2 separate regions of the Hordeum vulgare genome follow, and region 2 is linked to region 1. The links are chromatin contacts, called in public Hi-C maps. All regions are on one chromosome and are shown on one strand. Each heading gives the region's core, a stretch centred on a gene start, on an enhancer-like site or on the middle of the called end of the contact. The rest is flanking DNA. Distances are from core to core; before and after follow the strand shown.

The links. A called contact is a pair of places that touch in the nucleus more often than the background predicts.
Region 2: a Hi-C map of seedling shows a contact between it and region 1, with 6 times the contacts expected there. The contact joins the promoter of LOC123396343 here to the promoter of LOC123395013 in region 1. A contact is called at or near these places in 4 of 6 Hi-C or Micro-C datasets (leaf and seedling) and 1 of 1 datasets of contacts at active chromatin or transcription factors (embryo).

What each region holds. Positions count from the first base shown.
Region 1 is chr5H:23,321,787-23,325,876 of MorexV3_pseudomolecules_assembly, forward strand. LOC123395013 (U3 snoRNP-associated protein-like YAOH) reads left to right here and starts at 2,365. Exons shown (of 8, transcript XM_045089920.1): 1 at 2,365-2,860; 2 at 3,020-3,356. The coding sequence starts at 2,406.
Region 2 is chr5H:23,682,980-23,687,269 of MorexV3_pseudomolecules_assembly, forward strand. LOC123396343 (nuclear transcription factor Y subunit A-7) reads left to right here and starts at 2,998. Exons shown (of 6, transcript XM_045091298.1): 1 at 2,998-3,205; 2 at 3,741-3,904. The coding sequence starts at 3,877.

The DNA of each region.
Region 1 (4,090 bases), core at 1,115-3,614:
GAAACGGAGGGCTCTTTCCGTGCGGTCAATTCCACTTTTGTTGTGCAAATAAAAGTGCTCCTTCATCCGGATCCAATATGCATCTCTACTTTGGTCCCCTCCAACGGTGGCATCCCTAGACACTTGCAACCATGTATTGCATAGCAAGACGTCTTCGTTCATGGTGTAGTTGCCCGCTCTTTCTTTCGGTGCACTGACGATACCCTCACCATCCTCATCCACATCAAATTCATGATCATCAAAATTCACCTTGTTGGTTTGAGACCAATGCAAATTGTTGGAGCCAACACCCATAGTTGACACACACACACACACATATAGAAAGTCTATATGTCATCCAGGGTGAAGAATAAGAATTCTTCACCTTGGTGTAAAATCGCAAAAGACATGATTTTTTTGGATGTAGTCTCACACACATCGTAATCTTACCTCAACATCAAGTTGTAATCTTACCTCACACGCATTGAATTCTCATTCGCCATGTTATATATATATATATATATATATATATATATATATATATATATATATATATATATATATATAGAAAGTCTATTTGTCATCCAGGGTGAAGAATAAGAATTCTTCACCTTGGTGTAAAATCGTAAAAGACATGATTTTTTTTGGATGTAGTAATTTTATCTCACACACATCGTAATCTTACCTCAACATCAAGTTGTAATCTTACCTCACATGCATTGAATTCTCATTCGCCATGTTATAATTTTACCTCTCCTCACACATGCATGACATAATCTTACCTCACATGCATGACACATTTGTTTCTGACGGTCAATTTTAAGAGTCCTTAATTATACATTGTAATATTACTTCACATGCATTTCAGTTCTTACTTCACATGTGAAGTTATAAGGTCACGCTATTCGTCACCCTGGATGAAAAATAGTTATTCTTCACCTCCTTTATTTTAACATCAATGCATCGTAATTTTACATTTCGTAAATTTTATCTTATTTTATACGTAGAAACAGACCAAAAAAAATAATCAACGTAAAAATATTTTATGTCACGTAAAATTACGAACATACAAAAATAGTGCAAAAAATACAATAAATTCAATTTTTTCTATTGTTGTGGCCTACATTTTTGTTTTTCTTTTGTCAAATTTACATAATGATTCAATATAAATGTAACTATTTGTATCTTAAATGGAATTTATTTGTAAAATAATCGTAAGATTACCTCGAGTGAAGAATAAACTATTCTGCACCCTGGATGATGAATAGAGTTTATATATATATATATGTATATATATATATATGTATGTATATATATATCATTTAAACTACAAAGTATGTACAACAAGCCAAATAAGCTATCCATATTTATTCATTCATCAAAAAACAACATCGAAAAAATTGAGCAAAATTTTACCTTAGGGTCATTTCATCGAACATATTGTGCGCATCGCCCGTTGATGCAGCAAGCGAGCTCGCCGACGCTTCTGTCGCCACCGCATCCTTCGTATGACCTGCAAGTTTCTTCTTCGTCCGTCTAGAGGATCCATCCGCCGTCTTGTTCTTCTTCGCGGAGACCTTGCCTTTCTTCGCCACCGCCGCATTTGGGAGCTTCGAGGAGGGGACACGTGGCTTTAGGACGGGCGTCGGGGTGCCGCCAGTCGCTGCCGAGGTCGTCCGTGGCGCCATGAAAAGGCCGCGTGCGAGACCCATGGTTGGATGAGCACCGACAGGGGCGAAGCCAGAGCTCCCCGTGCTAGGGTTTGCGCCGGCGTTGTCGGCGGGGTCGCGCGCGTACGGATGGGTGAGGGTGATGTCGGCGTGGTCGTCCATCGAGCGAATTCGTCGACGGCGAGGCGGGTGGGGCGCGGGTGAAGCGAAAGCACGACTAGCCCTAGAAAAATTTCCCTAAAAAACTAGCCCTAAAACAGTACTATATGCGTACACTTAGAGCATCTCCAACAGTCGCGCTATATAAGCGACGCGTTGGAAAAAAACGTTTTTTTGGGCGCGCACACCTAACTCGGACGCTCCAGCGAAGGCTGAAAAACCGTGTACGCTGCATAAAAGGTTCAACGCGTGGGGCGAAACGGCATCGCGCGTCGCTTATTTCGTGCGCCCGCTCCCGCGCGCTGCACACTCAAGCTCCCGCGAAGCACCTTCTCCTACCTCGCTCCCGCATAAATAAAAGAGAATCCCTCGCAAAAAAAAAGAGAGAGAATATGTAACCACGCAAATGGGCCTAGGTGTGAGAAGAACTCCAAAGCATAGTTTCCTGCCCAGCATCAGCACAGGCCCACAAAAAGCCCACGAAACGGTGCTAACTGGGCGGTCAGACTCCGGCGCAAAACCCCGCCGCAGAAAGGAGCCCTAAAACCCTAACTTGCCGCCCCCTTCCTCCCCCCCGCCCCCCCACCACACCGACCAATGGCGCCGCGCGGCAACCGCAGCAGCAAGAAGCCGCCGCCGCCGCCGCGGGGCAAGGGCAAGGGCAAGCGCCCCTCGTCCGCCGCCGCCGGAGACGACCCCTTCTTCGAGGCGGAGCCCAAGCGCCGCCGCGCCCGCGCGGACGAGGACATCGAGAGCGGGGACAGCGACGACGACGCCCTCGCGCTGGGCGGCGCCGTCGTGGGCGAGGATGGGGAGGAGGAGGAGGAGGAGGAGGACCGGGAGACGGCCGGGGAGAAGCGGATGCGGATGACCAAGGAGTACCTGGAGAGGATCGCCGACGCCGTGAAGAGGAACAAGGAGGAAGAGGGGGACGACGACGAAGATGACGACGACGAGGATGATGGTTTGCCCGGCGGGAGGCGGGTCGCCAAGCTCCTCCGGAAGAAGCAGCTCGTGGAGAGCGGCAGGCAGCGCCTGAGCCTCGCCGCGAGGTGAGCAGCGATTCTCCGAGTTTTGTACTGTAATTTTTAGTGTCCTTCCGTTTTGCCACCCGGTTGTATTGATGCTATAGCCGCATCCCTTGGACTGCCTCACTCAAATCAAAATGGTATGGTACAACTGTTGACCATGTGCATCATTGCAATTTGCAGGGTGTTACCGCCGGGACAGCAGGATGGATTCAAATTTATAGCCAAGCACCGGCAACCAGTGACAGCCGTTGCTCTGTCGAAGGACAGTGACAAGGGGTTTTCGGCGTCCAAAGATGGAGTTATCCTCCATTGGGATGTTGAGACCGGGAAAAGCGACAAGTATTTGTGGCCAACTGAAAAGGTGTTGGTCTCGCACCATGCTAAGGCTCCTCTGTCTAAAAAGAGAAGCCAGCATGTCCTTGCGCTGGCTGTTAGTTCTGATGGGCGATACTTGGCTACTGGTGGCTTTGATAGGCATATCCATTTGTGGGATGTTCGATCACGGGAGCACATACAGGTGTGGTACTCATTGCCGATTATATAAGAACTAACCATATTATTCAGAGAAATGCTTGTAAATTTGATATCCTTTTTCTCGAACAAGCGCCCTTATGTTTCACATTTTATATTAGAAGAAACTGTCAAGATGATGCAGAATTTGTAGCGGCCCAACCAAAACAAGGCAAACAAAAACTGAAAAGCAAAAGGTCCCTACAGAAGCTAACCAAAGCAATGATAAAAAAACAAATTATACAACTAGCTAGCAGGAACTATCGTGCTCGTAAAGTTGAAAATTGATTTTGTTTATTAATTTGTGTGATGGAATGTCTAGCTTATATTGTTTTCATGTATATGTGTTCTATATCAGATTCATACTGGCTAATAACCCCAAAAAATAAATCGAGGCAAAACACTTATAGTTCATCTGAGATGTTTCTCATGAACTGTTATTGCCTCCGCAATGTTATTTAGACAATGTAAGCTATCAAACATTGTTCTGTTCCCGTGCTCATAGTTTTTTCTGAAAGGTGGAGTACAATTGCAAACTAGCAAGGAATAACGTTATATAACTGTACATGTTGCATTTGCCAAGGCTATCTGTAGAAAAGTATAGCTCCCCTGATGTCATGTGTTGACTACCTACGAGACCAAAGATATTGCTGTCAGTATTGATCAATGTAGAATTGTTGTAGCCCTTTGTAGATATCTATTGAGATCCGTGTGGGGTCTCTTACTGACTGGGTGTATTTT
Region 2 (4,290 bases), core at 1,748-4,247, 360 kb after region 1:
GGAACATATTGAACCAATCAGATTTTTCAGATTGTGGAACACTATTCCAATCAGATTGTGTTCCCTTCAACTAATCAAAATTGTTTCACTACAACTATTTGAAGCGAACCAACTATAATTCCAATGGAACATATTCAACACTAGTTGATTCTAATACGATTTTTCAGATTATGGAGCACTATTCCAATTAGATTGTGTTCCCCTTCAACTAATCAAAATTGTTTCACTACAACTATTTGAAGGGAACCAACTATGATTCCAATGGAACATATTAAACACTAGTTGATTCTAATATGATTTTTCAGATTATGGAACACTATTCCAATCAGATTGTGTTCCCCTTCAACTAATCAAAATTGTTTCACTATAACTATTTGAAGGGAACCAACTATGATTGAAACAAATAAACTTACAATGTCATTATCTTGGATCAAAGAAAGCCTCAAAACTTACCTCGCCCATTGGAAGATCAAGACATGGTGTGCGAAGCATAGTTGGATGACGGCAACACTGCGTTGATCGGCCGTGTACTCCAGATCAAGCCCCAAGAGCTTCTCATGATCCATTGCGGCGTCAAGCCATCGTTCCTTCAACTGTTCAAGAAAATACGGCATCTCCCTGCTCTCGTTCGTGTACACGACATCGAGCATGGTCGTGCCATGTGCGAGCACCTCTCCAAATCGAGTTGGCATGGTGGAAGAAGAGAAGGGAAGAAGAGAGGAGAAGAACAAAGAGCGAGAGCGAGAGAGAAGAAGAAACAGAGAAATGGCGACTCTGCTTCGGTTCGTGCTTTTCATCGCCCGAAACGACGCGGGATGCAAACCGTTTGGGCCTTTAGTCCCGGTTGAGCCAACAACCGGGACTAAAGAGGTATACCAACGGTTGCCACCACTACGGCAAGCCACATGTTAGGCCTTTAGTCCCGGGTTGAGCCTCCAACCGGGACTAAAGGGGGATACGAACGGTTGCCACCACCACTGCCCATCACGTAGCCCTTTAGTACCGGTTTGGGACACGAACCGGGACTAAAGGCTCCTTACGAGCCGGGACTAAAGTCTCGAGGGAGGCATTGAGAATTGGGGCGACGTGGTCGGGCCTTTAGTCCTGGCCCAGAGGCAGGCCGGGACTAAAGGGTCCCGGCCAAAGGCCCGTTTTCCACTAGTGAATGCTTCCCGCTTAGCGATCTACAAGGGTATGTGGACCCAATCTCCCTCTCGTAGATGAACATCACCATGATAGGTCTTCGTGTGTGTAGGATTTTTTTTTGTTTCCCATGCAACGTTCCCCAACAGAAGCAAATATGTGGATGGTAAAGAAAACGAGTCAATGACTTCTCTTTTGGAATAACCATTGCATCGGAGGAAAGAGAGCATGAAAGCAACTCTCCAAACTCTATAGAAGCCTAATCAATACCATGTGTATAAAATACTCAATAAACCATCCATTATAAGGATGACTTGATCGTCGAATCTAGATGGTATGGATGAGTTCTCTTATTATGAACTCTTCATAGACATAATTTTCATTGACTATGGTTTCCTGACATAAAGATTCCCGTTCGTCCTAATCAAAAAGCTAGCTGAATATATTTGCTCTAGATGCCAGATGATCCGGAAATCGTAAGGGTCATTATGGGTAGGTTTGTTGTCCAATGGTCTTATTTAAGAAGGGCATTCAATATGCACTTGATTGATGTAATTATGCTATGGTCTAAGTTTGACTACGCCCTCAATAAATTTTACTCCAACCAATTAAAGTGAAAAATATAAGATATTATTTCTATAAAAATGACCTTTGTCTTGTTTCTTTTGAGCAACCGGCATGAGCATTGACTACTTTCATTAATCAAGAAAGAAAGAGATAAACATAATATACAAAGAGTTGCACATTTTGTGGGAAAACGTTACAAAAATGAAACACTAAACAATTGCAATGTCCATTTAGCCGATTACCATGGCCGGCGCGACACATCCAAACATTGTTTATTGTTGCTTGGTGGCCTCATATGCCAACATTGACACTTCACAGTGAGTCACGCGACATCCCGTGAATAATCTTCTACGTCTCTCTTTTCGCATATTCCAGATCGTGTGGACAAGTCTACCGTTCTCGCGTTGGCGCGCCTGTTTCGACTCGTTCCGATCAGCTTGTCCCATCAGGTTGAGATATCACCTCGCTTTGTCAGAAATTTTGCCACTCGGAGATCTTCATTCGTCTAGGTTCATGAGTGATTTTTTTCGATAACCAGAATCTTAGTGCTTATTTTGTTGACCTTAGCCCACGGACCTAGGCTCGAAAGAGTATGAGTGTCCAACAAGCCTCTTTCAATCTCCATGACGATCCTCTACCTCCTTGCCCGATGCTCACAATGTTTCAGTCGATGATGGTGGGCCAAACGTCACGTGATGTCGCTAGCTGCTTTTGGACCAAATTGCAGTATATTTATTTTTTTATCTTTGGGGTCCTGCTTGTAAGAAGGAAGAACACGGACGTACAAGTTTTAACTACCTACTTTATCCTGTTGTAGTGTTGCGTCAATTTCGATAAGACATGCGACTTCTGGAGGCATCTTTCCTATCAGAAAAGAAAAGAAAAATGAACCACCACCAACTCACCTGCAATGTTTGTTTTATCGGATTTTTATGAACCACCACCAACTACCTTGTAACGATAAAGATATATTTACGTGTGACGAGCTGTTTCTCAATTAATAATCACACAAAAAAACTCACCGCATGCAATAAAAAATACTCAGGCCATAGTAGTAGGCCCGTGGAAGAAGAAAGAAAGAAAGCATTAAACAAAAACCTTGATGACCACTGGAAAAACCGAAAAGGGTTTTGTAGCAGAGCAGGTGTCAATTTGGAAGGTTCGGATCAATGGTACGGCTCCAACAAGCGCCCGGAAGTTTCCGTCCGTTGGTTGGTTCCCATCCGTCCACATCCATCCATCCACTCACACTCAGCGATACATATACGAAAACACCCCCAAGGAACTCGAGAATCCCCTCCCATCCTTATCCTCTCTCCGCCTCCCCCCTCTCTTTCGCGGCGTCGTCGTCGACCCCTCTCCGCCGTACACGCCCCCTCCACCGCCAGGGAATTCTCTCGCCCCCTCGCGCCCGCGCCCGCCGTCGCCGTCGCCGTCGCCCTCCGCCGCGGGGCGGGGATCCGTCGGTAAGCACCGAACCCGATCCCTCCCGCTGGTAAGCGCCGACGCGGCGAACGAACCCTAGGTCCGCTCCGATTGTTCTACCTGGCCCTCAGCTCCGCCGCGCACTCCCGCCCGAATACTATCGCCCCGCGGGTTCCCCTGCTGCGCGGCGTGGGTGCCTGATTAGCGTTTCGTTTCTGGGAAAAATTGAAGGGGTTCGACGGACTGAACCCTCGCTCGCTGCCGCGTGCCCGCGGTGAATTGATTGCGCTCTTTGCTGCCCGCTGCGAAATCCAGCCAGCCGCGGCGTCGGTCATCGATCGCGCGACGCGGCCCTTGTATCGCCTTTGCGGACATCCGGTGGATGGTTCTCGTGTGGACGCTACTGGCTTTCAAATCTGAATGTCGCGCAACTGGCTGCCTGTATACTACATAACATAGGCCGGCCTTGCTGCCGTAGCTTCAGTGCCCATGAGCTGAAACAAACTTTTATTCTGTGGGGAATTATGAACAGAAATAAGCTGTGGTAGGGGGTCTTAGCAGAAGCTCGGTTTTCTTTAATTTTTTCTTCCTGTTTCCCGTTTCAGGACGAGCCTTTGCAGTTTGGTCTCGGAGAAGGTATCGGCGTGCTTTCCTGCTGCAGCATGGAATGAGGGTCTTGAGTGCCGTGTCTTTTCTCCGAGCTTGACACTGGTTGCGCTTCGCTTTGGAAAGTAACAAACCATGACCTCTGTCGCCGACGCTGTTTCAGGTATGCTTCCGTCCTAGTAAAAAGCACGGATACGGATATGGAGACACGGGCACGGCGATACGCATACGGGGACACGGGATAGGGCATTTTCCAGAAACAGCCATTTTAGGATACGTCGAGTATATATATAGAAAAATAAAACATGCCCTGTAATATAGAGTGAAAAACAAAATAAATAAATAAAGAGAAACAGAGATGAGATCAGAATACTGTCCCATTTCCATTTGTTGCCTGCCTTTTCAAGTGCTCAACGATTGAATTAATTGATCGTCTAGACCCATGCCATTGCAACTTGCAATATAGAGCAAATGCTAGTATTAGTCTATTAGAGAGTAGAGACTGGAGAAGACATGCAGCAGAGGATCATGCAGGTATAACTTTCACCC